2 separate regions of the Rattus norvegicus genome follow, and region 1 is linked to region 2. A link is a contact called in public HiChIP or PLAC-seq data. All regions are on one chromosome and are shown on one strand. The core of a region is the stretch at or near the end of the contact, and the rest is flanking DNA. Distances in the headings are between cores, read along the strand shown. Region 1 overlaps LOC102547162 (a long non-coding RNA gene). Region 2 holds the start of Tfrc (transferrin receptor).

Region 1 (6,253 bases), core at 2,056-4,555, 87 kb after region 2:
GGATTCAGATGCAGCCGTGATTGGCAGCTGGATGCAGCCGTGATTGGCAGCCGGAAGTCCCTGCACCTCAGCCCTAGGGAGAGCCTGGCCCATCTCACTCTGAGGCGGAGGGAGCCGTCCTACCCCAAGCCAGTGCTCCACTGAAGAGCCAGCCTCCCTGCTCCAACCTCCTTGTGACACAGGCCATCATTGTCGCCCACCCAGGGAGCTGTGGGGGGCCTGAGTCACACATGTCGCTGTGTCCTGCCATTATACAGTGCCAGTTTGGTCCCTCCTTTCCCTATTGAAGCTTCAGAGCTAGAATGGCTGTCCAGGCAACCGCTCTGCCTGAAGTCTCCTCTTTGTTCCTGAGGTTGCAGCTGACGGTGTAGGCGGCTTTTCATGATTCAGATCCAGGCAGAGAAAAGAGGCGTAATTCTAATTTGAGATCAGAGCCCACAGCTGAGGGGAGGAGGGGTGGGGGCTGCTTCCTCCCGGGGCCCAGGCTGGGTTGAGGGCTTGGGTGGCTGGGTCTGCACAGGGGTGGGCAGCAACAGCTGTGCCAACGGAACTGCCCATAAGCATCTGGTCCTGATTATTCTCAGGTAATATCTGAGCTGGAACGTGCCAGAGCTAGTTCTGTGCATGAAAGGAGAAAATTTCTCATAGTCACCCAGCAAAGCAGAGAGAAAGCGAGAATCAATCCCCTTACGGAGGAAACTCCTACTCAATCCCCATATTTGATCAATTTGCTTCCAGTCTTTTAAATGACTTTATTTACTTATTGAATGTACATTCGTGCTGTTCCTGGTTGTGTGTGAGAGGGTGTCAGAGCCCCTGGAACTGGAGTTACAAACACTTGTGAGCTGCCACGTGGATGCTGGGAATTGAACTCAGGTCCTCTGGAAAAGCAACCAGTGCTCTTAACTGCTGAGCCATCTCTCCAGCCCCTCCAGTCTTTTGAAAAATAATAAACATGTTGATTTTTCTTTACTTAAAAGATTTTTTATGTATATGACTATCTGTGTGTGTGTGTGTGTGTGTGTGTGTGTGTGTGTGTGTGTGTGCACAACAGGCGTGCCTGGTTCCTGCAGAGATCAGAAGAGACCATCTGACCTCTGGAAAGGGAATTACAGATGGTTATGAGCCAGCATATGGGTGCTAGGAACCAAACCCAGGTCCCCTGCAAGAGCAGCCAGAGCTCTTAACCACTGAGCCGTGTCTCCAGCCCAAGGGTAGACTTTTGTCCCCCATTTTTTTTCTTTTCTTTTTTTTGGAGCTGGGGACCAAACCCAGGGCCTTGCGCTTGCTAGGCGAGAGCTCTACCACTGAGCTAAATCCCCAACCCCTAAATATCTCTTCCTGAGGGGACACTGTACCTCTCTCGTTATTGTTTAGTATGCGTGTGTGTGTGTGTGTGTGTGTGTGTGAGAGAGAGAGAGAGTGTGTGTGTGTTTGGGTGTGTATGAGTGTGAGCGTGTCCTGTGACTGCATGGTATGTATGTGATGTGTCTATGTAGAATGTTTGTGTGAGTTCGTGTGGGTCTGTGTGGTGTGTAAGTAAGTATGTTTGTTTGTGTGTGTGCGTCTGTGTGATTTGTATGCGTGTGCTGTATATATGAATGTGTGTCTGTGTGGTGTGTCCTTGTAGTACATTTGTGTATGTATGATTGTGTGTGTTTGTGTGATGTGTGTGTGAGTGTGTGTGTATGTGTGATTTGTGTGTGTGTGTGTTTGTGTGGTGTGTGTGTGTGAGTGTGTGTGATTTGTGTGGGTGTGTTTGCGTAGTGGGTGTATGGTATTTGTGTGAGTGTGTCTGTGTGCGTGTATGTCTGTGTGTGTCTGTGTGCGTATGCTCTATGTATGAATGTGTCTCTGTGAGTGTGTCTGTGTGTGTGTGTGGCATGTGTATGTGCTTTCTGCCTCAGTGCTGCCACTCCATGCTAACTGCCTGAACGCTTCTGGGAGCTTCTTTCCTCCTCTACCTCATGGCAGGAAGGACTGCTGGGATTAGAGATGTCCATCTCACATGGGGGTTTTGGTTGTCTTTTTTCAATGTGGCTTCCAGGAATAGAACCAAGGTTGTCAGGTTTGCTCAGCAAACACTTTTACCCATGGAGCCATCTCCCCCTTCCCAGCGTGGTTGTAGACGGCTTCCCCCTCCCCATGCATCTTTTCTCAGGACAACCTGTCCTTATCCTGTCCTTACCTCTGCCCCTAAAGCCAGGGACTTGAGGCAGGAAAGGCAAGTGAAGCTGCTGAAGGACTCCCCTTTCCCTCTTGGCCACAGCCAGCTCTGGGACACATTCTGGACTCTTCCTCACACTAATTACAGCTCCTCCTTCACAGAGGCTGTTCCTGAATCTGGGCTAGCCTTGGGCTTCTGCTCATCTTGTGCACCATCTCTACCAGGTTCATTCTGACACAGAAAACAAAAGCTCAAAGTCTGCCACAGAGGAGAATCCTCCAAGATAAAGACCAGTGAAGTGGTGTAGACCCCCAGGATGGGACTTCAGGGCTAACGGCCAGTAGTCAGGCACAGCACTGGAGCACTGAGTCAGAAGTCACTGTGGGTCTGACCCCTGGGATCAAGGGAAAGTCTTTCAATGGTCAGTCGTGCCATTACAGCTGGGGATCAAAGTGACTTCAAACCAAACAAACAAAATATGGGCTGTGATGAAGCTCGGTGGTGGTTCGTGCCTACGATACATATGGCCAAGGGTTTGATCTTCAGCACAGCAAGAGAAAACAAAAACAGACTAAAGAAGAAAAAGCAGGCTCCCGTAAGGTCTCAGGCCCCATGCGTACAGCAGCTGTGTGGGCAAACCTGGAAGGGTGCGGACCTTCCAACCAAGCTCCAAGAGTAGGTTCCTGAGACCCCAGTGAGCAGAAACAGGGTGTGGTGAAAAATCAAACGAATTGCTTCTTTAAAGCCACCTGAATGTTTTAGGAATGTCTGGATTTGGGCTTCTCTTTCCTGCAGCAGGATATTTAAAGAAAACAGACCTGAAAGGCTTCAGGTCCAGAGCAAAGAGCCTTCTGTGTGCCTCCTCCTGGTCTCTGCTTTGGAAAAGATTCCTTTCCTCTTTGCTCTGGATTGTACCCAAGGCAGCCAGAACCTGTTCTCTGAGTCAGGCCAACAGCCCAAGTCTCTGCGGAGAGTCAAAGTGAACTGGACACAGGCTGACCTCACAGCCTTACAAACTGTCTCACCCCAGGGGTCCTGCAGCAGGGGCTTTGGGGCTCCAGACCGTACTGCCAACTGGCAGCCAAGGGCTCACCCCTGCTCCCCAAGGGGGCCACTCCTGCCCCCCAAGACCAAGCCTAGCTCCTTCCCTTGGAAGATAACTTGGCTAAAGGAAAGGGAGCTGAAAAGGTTACCACAGAAAGGTTATATAGGCTTAGGGCCTAGGAGTTAATGAGGTGGCCTACCCACAACCTTGGCTATTTCCAAGTCATCTCAATCCGGAGTGTGCAGTGTGCAGAAGGGCAAAGGGGAGGAGAGAGAGAGAGAGAGAGAGAGAGAGAGAGAGAGAGAGAGAGAGAGAGGAGAGAGAGAGGAGATAGGGACCCAGCCTAGTGGCTCAGATCTAGAATCCTATCTACTTGAAAGGCTTGAGACAGGAGGATTATAAATTCAAGGTCTGACTGGGCTAAGAGCAAGCCTCAAGGCTAGAACCTGTCTATAATGTCAATAAAAATGGAAGAAAGAACAGTACTTTTATATGGCATGTGTGAAACCGTGAGCTCAATGGGGTGGGGTGGGGTGGGGGTGGGTGGGAGGATCCTTCACAGGAGGAGGATACTAGGCTAAATAGACTAAGATTCTCCCACTGCCACCTGGGCAACCATCCCACCTTCATACCTGTCAGAGTCCACACCATGTAGAGACATCCAACAGTGAACTCAAGACCAGACGTCAGCCGGACTCTCCTGTTAGCAGGCGAGGAAGGGTGACTTTGAGAGGTTGGGACATGTTTAGGACACACTGTAGGAAGCAAAGAACCAGCTCCCACCCAACATCTCCAGAGACCCGCTCTCGCTGTCTGCACAGCATTGGCAAGGAAGGGGCCAGCAGGAGGGCATCTCTTTATGTTTCCCCAAGGCTTATGAAGGGAGATCTAGAAACTAGTGGGCTGGGGGAGTTCTCCATTGCTGCTGGGGGTGGCCGAGCTCTAGCATGACTCTGTTCAGGTAAAGGATCCTAATGGGCTGGCCATTGCAGCATTGAGATCAGACCAGAATCTTGTTCATTGAGCCAGAATCCTAGGTGTACGAGACGTGGTGGCACAAGTCTGAGTCCATCTGCTTGGGGGCTATAACAGGAGCCTCACAGGTTCAAGGCCTGGTTGGGCTTCAAACTGAGTTCATGACCAGCCTGAGTGACTCGATGAGACCTGGTCTCAATTTTTTAAATGGTGCCTTCGTGGTGGGTGCGTGCCTTGGATACATGAAAATCTGGGGTTGAGCTCTAACACTTAAAAGTTTAAGGAGGAATTCCAGGGCAGGAGTCCTGTTCCTGTAGGCCTGGGGACTGTCAGGTCTGATGTGTTTATAAAAATATAAAGAGAGGGGGGATGTGTTCTATGGAGGTGTGGTGAAGTATGGGGGAAGGGGGTGCCTGTGGATACATGCTGAGGCATCCCTTTCCCCTGAGGGACCGGCCACATGACCGAGTGTATAGTATAGAATAGAGTTTATTCAGGGGATGGGGAGGGAAATTTGGGGAGGGGGGGAGGAGAAGTAAGAGCGCGTGGAGAGAAGGTGGGAGGACGGAATGGGGGGAGGGGAGAGCAAGAGGAAGCAGGAGCAAGAGAGCAAAAGAGAACAAGAGAGTGAGGAGGGGGCAAGCGGCCCCTTTTATAGTGTCAGGTATACCTGGCTGTTGCCAGGTAACTGTGGGGAGGAGCATACTGGGCTGTTGCCAAGTAACTGTGGGTGGAGCTTAGACAGAAGGCTAACCAGGGCTACATCCACAGAGGTACTAGCAGTGCTTCTTGTGCTTGCTGGAGGATTAAACGAGCAAGCAGAGCATTTAACGCAACGCCTGGCCCACAGAACGGCAAAGTGACTGCAGCTACTGTTGTCGACCTTAGGATCCTGGTGCCAAGCCTCTACGTCTCTAGACCCTTCCTGTTTTACAGGCCAGGACCTGGCCGGGCTCCTCTGAAAGGGCACAAGGCAGACACCCGGAGACAGCCAAGGCTGGCCTTTCCTGAGCTGTGTGACGCCAAAAGAGGCCCTCCCTGGTTCCCTCATCCTCCGTTCCCTTCTCCCTGAAGAATAAGGGAAGGGGTTAGATAGATCGTAGGGTCCCCGCCCCCAACAGTTTGGAATCGCTCATTTCCATAGAAAAATAAAGCTGCCTCAGTCGGAAAGCGGTCAGCAATGGGTGCCTGGCTGGGCTGCAGAAGTCCCCCGGGCAGAAGCAGACAAAGACTCCCTGTACAAAGGCGGCCTCCAGCCCTCCTGCGCTGTACCCAGATCCTACGGCTTCCAGGAATCGCAATTAGGTGTTTTTTACTTGAAAGTCCTCCATTGACTTTGCGTTCCTGGAAGTTTTCATCCAGGAAAAGTCAGGGGAGGAGGGAGAGTCAAAGGGATGGAGAACGGGGAGGGCAGCGAGAAGAATGTGACAGGTAAGAGGGCGGAATGAAGAGGAAGGAAGAGGAAGGACGAGGGACTGGAGAGGTGAGAGGAGGTGAGGCTGAAGATGGAGGCCAGGACACAGAGAAACAGGAGCCAGGAACAACAAGTGGCTTTTGACTTCCTTCAGCCTGAGGCACCATGAACACAGAAGCTAAGCAGAAGCCGATTGCTTAACTGAAGTGCACAGCCATGGCCCTAAGGCCACGCTACTGCTCCTCAGGGGAGTCCCAGCTTTTATACCTAAATCTACACTCCAGTCCCTTTGGGTGATTGACATCCCAGGGGTTGACTTTCTGTAAAACAAGCTTCCCCTTGAAAAACCACCTTTCCCCCATCCCTGCTCAGCCCCAAAGGATCCAACTCTGAAAAGGGCCGAAGTGGACTCCAACATTACAGTTATGAAGCCCTAAGCAGGTCAAACAAAGCCCGCCTCATGCAGCCCTTGGGCCACTCTCAGTGATGCCCACCATTGATTGAAGCAGTCTCTGGCCAGTGCTGGAGTCTGGCTCTGCCTGCTCAATGCCTGTGACAATGTTGCGACTTGTGTCAGCTCATCTTGCTTCCTAGAGAAGCCGAGAGTCTTCACACTGAAGGAGGTGTCATGGGAAAGGGCCTGGCAGGTTTT
Region 2 (6,356 bases), core at 3,755-6,254:
CTTTTTTAAAAAGCACTATTTATTTATTTCATCTATGAGTACACTGTAGCTGTCTTCAGACACACCAGAAGAGGGCACCAGATCTCATTACAGATGGTTGTGAACCATCATATGGTTGCTGGGAATTGAACTCAGGATCTCTGGAAGAACAGGCAACCCTCTTAACCTCTAAGCTATCCCTTTAGCCCCATAATTAATCTTAATTGAAACTGAACATATTTGTTTTTGAGTATTATAATATCTGCCTACAATCTCCAGCACTTGGGAGAAAAGAGATAGATTGAGTTCAAGGTTAACTTTATCTCAAAGAAAAACCTAGTACATCTTTTATGGGACCTGTTTTGCCTTAATATCATTAGTTCAGATGTTTAAAAAACAAGAAAAAAAAAAAAAGGCTGGTAAATTTGGGGTATCATCTTGAACTCACTGGGTAAGTCATGTTTTCAGTTTGTTTTTTTTTTTTTTTTACTGTACATTTTTTCAGATAGATGAAAGTACCTTACCAAGTTAGAGAATGCTGATCTGGCTTGATCCATCATTCTCAGTTGTACAAGGGAGCACCTGATAATATTAGAACAGAGAATATAATGAAATAGAGATCACTGTATCAGATTACTGTTCATTATATCAAACTTACTCCTAAAAATACAGTCACCTTTCTAGAAAAGCTCTGTGTTCCTTGAGGTAGAATCTACTAGGAAGTTCTGGCTGGCCATAAACTGAGATCCCATCGCATCAACTTCCCAGCACTGAGAACTATACCATAACCTGTCCCCCAGACAGCCACTAAAATGTTTAATTTACTGATAACCAATTCAGTGTGACCCTTGACTGGACGCTGAATTGAGATGGGATAGCAGGGGAGAAAACTACAGAAGATAAACCTGAGCCTTGAGACAAAGATAACTGAACATGGATAATGCTATGCTAGATTCAGAGTGTGATGATTTGTTCTTGATTAAAAGCTGAATTAAGAATCATGATATCAACTGAGCAGTGACGGTGAGGCCTACTATAAATTTTAGCACCCGGGAGGCAGGCAATTCTGAAGCCAGCCAGTCAGAGCTACAAAACAAACAAAAACCAAAGCAAAACAAAACCCAAAGTATAGAGAAAACTTGTTAGGATACCATCTCTATCAAGTGTGTTTAATGAAATGAAAGACTATGGGGTGGCAAGCCCTTTCAGTGTTCTTAAGTTGCCCAAGCTGGTCGGTCATGTTCACTCTGCCTCTTTCCTCCCAAGCACTAGAACAGAACTGCAAGTGGGCAGGTACCACTCTGTTCAAATAAATGCTTAAACTTAGTATCCAGAGGGACTAATTCAAAGACAACACTATGCAGAAACTAGGAGAATAAGAGTTTTTCTACGGGGCTGGGGATTTAGCTCAGTGGTAGAGCGCTTACCTAGGAAGCGCAAGGCCCTGGGTTCGGTCCCCAGCTCCGAGAAAAAAAAAAAAAAAAAAAAAGAGTTTTTCTACAACAGTTAGGTCTGGTGACACAGCACTTGGCAGGATGGAGGATGTTAGTTCTAAGTCTATTCACTAACATCTTTGAACCCCCCTGTTTTAATGATTAAAGTCACATGTCAGATCATACATGTGTTCTCGGAAGCACAATCTCTTGTCCCTTCTGCTAGTTTATCACCACCACTGCACCAGAAACAGACCAATCGCCAGAGCCAGAACGCCCCACCCTGAGGCAATTTTAATCAAATTCTAGGAAAAAAAAACAGCTTACACTTTTAATGCTTGTCTGAGATAGCTATTCCTAAAATATTTTAGTTTGATAATGATTAATAATAAATATTAATAAAATAATGATTGAACAATTGAGCCTAAACAGGCTGCTGGTACTAATGTCCAAATTTGGCTTTATAATCCAATTACACCTTATTTTTTCTGAGAAACAAGTTATTTCTATTTTAATTCACTGAACCAAAATTAAGAATAACAACAAAACAAAACAAACAAACAAAAAAAACAAAACAATTCAGAGCTGGGCAGTGGTGGCACATGCCTTTAATCCCAGCACTTAGGCAGATGATCTGAGTTTGAATTCAACCTGGTCTAGGGCTAGTTCAGAGAACCCTGTACAGAGGGCAAAGTCAATAAAAAATTATGAGTTATGAAATTTCCATTTAATCCCAATACTGCATATGTGAACACCATAGTAGTTCCAAAATAGGCAAAGCGCCAGACCTAGTGACACATGACTTTAATCCCAGCACTTGGGAAGCAGAGGAAGGATTTGTGTTCAAGGTCAACCTGGTCTACACAGTGATAACCAGTCAAGATAGTTAAATTGTCAAATCTATACTCTGCAAGCACAGACTAGCTAGTAGCTGACAATGGACCACATCTAAAAGTAAAGCAATCCTCATTTGGCTTATTATCCCAAGATGTCACCAGTGCCAACGTCTGTGACAAGAGAAAGTTAATCTTGATCTCTCACATTTACTTATACATCTTTGATGTTACCAAACATTAGGAAAATGCTTCAATTCTAATAAAGATTAAGATAAATAAAACTAAGATAAAAAGACAGGCATGGTTCTTGTGATATAGGACCTTAACTTTGAACTGTAAACTAGAAGATAACCAATGATACTGCCCAGACTTGTCATTAGAAAGTAAGCTATGAAATGGTTCTTCTGACAAGCACATGGCTACTTTCAAATCCTGCGTTCACACAGAAGGAAGCTCCTCTGACTGAGGACTCCATCTAGAGCTTCAAAATTAGACAGTATTTAGCCCTGACTTTTACAAGTCTTCCTGTTCTAAGTCCTACTTCTTTACTACTGCAGTCTTAGCTCACAGACCACCTATGAGATCTTTGACTTCTCTCCCAATCTTAGTACAGAATATTAAGTGGCAGTTATACAGCTCAAAGTTTCTGTATTCCAATAAGCCGCTATGCAGTAAGTGCACAGACCTTTAGTCCTAGCTCTCAGGAGGCAGAGACAGACAGATCTCTCTGAGTTCAAGGGCAAACTGGTCTACAGAGGGAGTTACAGGATACACCAGGCTGTACAGAGAAGCTACGTCTTGAAAATAGACACCTGCCCACTTCCCCACCCTCACAAGTGTTCCAATATGCTTAATGATCATGAGTTTGGACAAAAACAAAAGCCCAACCCACTTTGGCTAAAACTTATGACTATATATACTTAGAATGACTTATTGAGATGTTTTAAAGACAGGTTCTTACACTTAACTCAGTCATCTACCTGCCTCTGCCTTGCCCCAGTGCTGGGATCAAAGGTGTGTGGCACCATGCCACTATCCAAGCAGAAGCAGATGGATCTGAGTTCAAGGCTACCCATGGATTCATAGTGGGACCTTCTTTGGGAAATTGAAAAACCAAGAGGAAATAAAAGGTAGCAGGTTTTCATTTCCATACAGTTCTCTGAAAAGCAACCAAAAGGTCGGAACCACTTGAGGTCACTGAAGTTTACTTTGTATAGCCTTCATCTGAGAGAGAAGGAAATCACCTACACACAATAGACCCAAGACCAGAGGTTCTTTTAAGTAACTTTCATTGTTGTCTAATTCAAATTTAGCCCAGAACCTTGCCCCAGTACAGATAAGCACATTGCCACAGCACATAACTACTTAGCCTTAGGGTGGAGTTAGGCAGACAGATCTATCCAGTCAACACAGGTTAGGTTCTCAGTCACCATTCCTTGACAACATCCCCTCTCAAAGTAAAAAGTATTATATATATATATATATATATATATATATATATATATATATATATATACATACACACACATATATATATATCTCCCTTTGAGAAAAACGGCTGATATTGGATTCCTGTATAATGCAGTTTATTATAATCCTTACAGAAAACAAATGCAGGAGGACCCACACAAGCTAAATCCCATTTTTTTGGTAGATAAGGTCCTGAATCAGCTTAAATGTCTTTGTCAAGGAGGTCATAATTCACAGCTCAGAGCCAACTGCACTAGCCAGCTACTGTTCCAAACTCATCTAATCTTAGAATAAAGGTATCAGGTAGCCGAGAATTCCTGTAACACAACTATTCCCCATTTCAATCCTATTAAAAAAAAAAAAAAAAAAGCAAAGGAACTGAACTGCAATCCAGCCCAGTCCTCTGCGTTAAGTACAACGAGATCATTTCATTTTAAGCACGGGACAAAATGTTAACTGAAAGTTTGCAAATACAGATTTCTTACCCTCAAACACCATTTTAGAGAGCTGTCCAACACCATGAGCACGTTGGTTCCCTACAGCTAGCTCTAAATAGCTCTTACCAAGAGGCCTTATTTCTATTTAAGCTCTCCCATCTTGAGGATGCTAGCAACATTCTTAGTATTATCTGCAGCGTTCAGATCTATTCTGCCCTGAAAAAATGAGATTTCACACGCTGGGCCAAGAGGCAGAGCCTGGCAAAAAAAAATAAAAAAGGACCAGGTGGTGCCGAAGTTCCAACGTGCGGTTCTTGGAAAGTCCCCTTAAATGTCCATGACACTAGAAGCCGAATTAAAACAGCTTTGTCCTTTTCAGCTGTGACCCCCTCCTGCGAGGGGCCCCAAGGTCACCCACGTACCCCGACAGCCGTTCCCTGGGGCAACTTCCTCCAGCCGCCACCACGTGTTCCCAGCGGAACAAGCCTGCGCCTCAGCGTGGTGACTCTCGAACCCGCGGCCTAGGACCGGCTTGCGAAGGCCCGGAGGACCCGAGGGGCGCAGGGTACAGCGGCTCCCCACCCACCCCGCTGCACCTGCAACCCGTGCTCCGCAGCCCCGGCTCCGCAACAGCCCGCCGCCTCGCCGCCCGCCGCCCGCCGGCCCTGGCCTCTCGTTCTAGTCCGTCCGCCACGCGATGAACACGATGGGCCGTGCCACTGACAGGAGAGTCACTCACTCTGAAGCACCTCCTCAGTCCGCAATGCAGCGGCCCGCGCTCCACACGCCTTCTGAAAGGAGCGCTGCCTCCTACCCAAGCATATAGGCCGGCCCCGCCCCCGGGCCGGCCCTCTTGGCTTACGTCACTTCCTGCCGCACGTACACCTACCGAGGTGCTCAGGCAAGACCGCTGGAGGCGAGATGCGCGCGCAGCTCGTGCGTGCGCGGAGTGGGAGAGAAAAGGCGCCAAGGCGGCAGGTGTCAGGACTGCGCGCGCGATTGGCTGTGGCTTTCTTTCTCTCGGCGCACCCCTCCCCCGCGGTGTCTTTGTAGTTGGCCCGTCGCCCTCCACCTAACCTTGACCGACACCCAACCCTGTGGTGCAAGTTCAGAAGTATTAGCCTTCACTCTAAAATACTGCTGCTTGCAAGCTTAGGTCTCCGCTAAAAACATATCGTAAAGACGAGTTTGTGCAGCCGTGGACATGCTTTAAAAAAGGGAAAACTTTAAAAGCAAAGCTGCAAATCTTTTTTTTAGATTTTAACAAGCAGCGCTTGAGCCAAGCAAAGAGCTAACAGTGCTTACTAAGTTCAGCCTGTGGAAGGGAAAATAAAAACCAATGGCTTACTAGGGTGATAAAGTTGTAGATTAACTTGCATGTTTATCACCATTATTGCTTTTAGAGGGTTGGTGCTATGCATAGCAAATAAAAGGAGCTCTGTTAAAACTGCAAACATTCACACTCTTCTCTTCCTATCTGTACTTTACTGTTCAGCCTGAGGTAGGTTTACAAATAGTTACAGAGAGTGATCTTAGACCGCAAAAGGACTATAGTTAGATAGTGGAGCCCTTAGGGACCCTGGAAATGTCTTTTAAAGTACTAATCTACTACCCAGCCACCAATTCAGCTTTTGGCTTATCTGCTCTAAAATTCAGCAAGTACTTGGGGTTTACTAACTGCTGGACCCTTTACACCCTACTGTGTCCGAATTGTACTACTCCAGAAAATATATAAAAAGCCAGAGCACACTGCAAACTGGCAGAAGATAGACACGGGGAGCCATTGGTTTCAAAACTAGGTCTTTCATGTAGCCTTGGCTATCCTGGTATTCACTATGTGGACCAGGCTGGCATTGAACTCAGAGATCTTCATACCTCTGTTCTGAGTGGTAGGAATAAAGGCGTGTGCCACCAAGCCTGGCGTTCCATTATACACATCTGTCACTTATTTGTTCTTTAAGTACATATTCTGCTGTTTGTCTTTCCAGTGCTAAAAACTCTCCCCGACCCCACACCATTCTTTACATGTCTTTTCCCATCATACAGCTTTACTCAATACATAATAACTTTGTTGACTTGGTCAACACAAAATGCAGCTCTGGGAGTCCCTAATTGTCCCAAACAACACATTCCTAGGAAAACAATTCAGTGAGGAATTTTGTTTGCTTGTTTGTCTTCTATTTGGTTTTCAAGACAGGGTT

What was found. HiChIP or PLAC-seq counts read pairs in DNA pulled down with a chosen protein or histone mark.
Region 1: an H3K27ac HiChIP or PLAC-seq map of oligodendrocytes shows a contact between it and region 2, with 11 times the contacts expected there. The contact joins the enhancer-like site here to the promoter of Tfrc in region 2. A contact is called at or near these places in 8 of 12 Hi-C or Micro-C datasets (Schwann cells, frontal cortex, hepatocytes and 4 more) and 1 of 1 datasets of contacts at active chromatin or transcription factors (oligodendrocytes).

Annotation. Positions count from the first base shown.
Region 1 is chr11:81,773,751-81,780,003 of GRCr8, forward strand. LOC102547162 (a long non-coding RNA gene) reads left to right here. Exons shown (of 3, transcript XR_010056306.1): 3 at 2,329-3,694. Among named protein-coding and RNA genes, the nearest start is that of Zdhhc19, 17 kb to the right of the region's middle. Within about 2 kb of position 3,306, at least 23 of the 93 cell types and tissues checked have an H3K27ac peak or open chromatin away from gene starts, as enhancers often do.
Region 2 is chr11:81,685,314-81,691,669 of GRCr8, forward strand. Tfrc (transferrin receptor) reads right to left here and starts at 5,005. Exons shown (of 19, transcript NM_022712.1): 1 at 4,895-5,005; 2 at 504-561. The coding sequence starts at 539. It also overlaps the pseudogene Rplp0-ps12.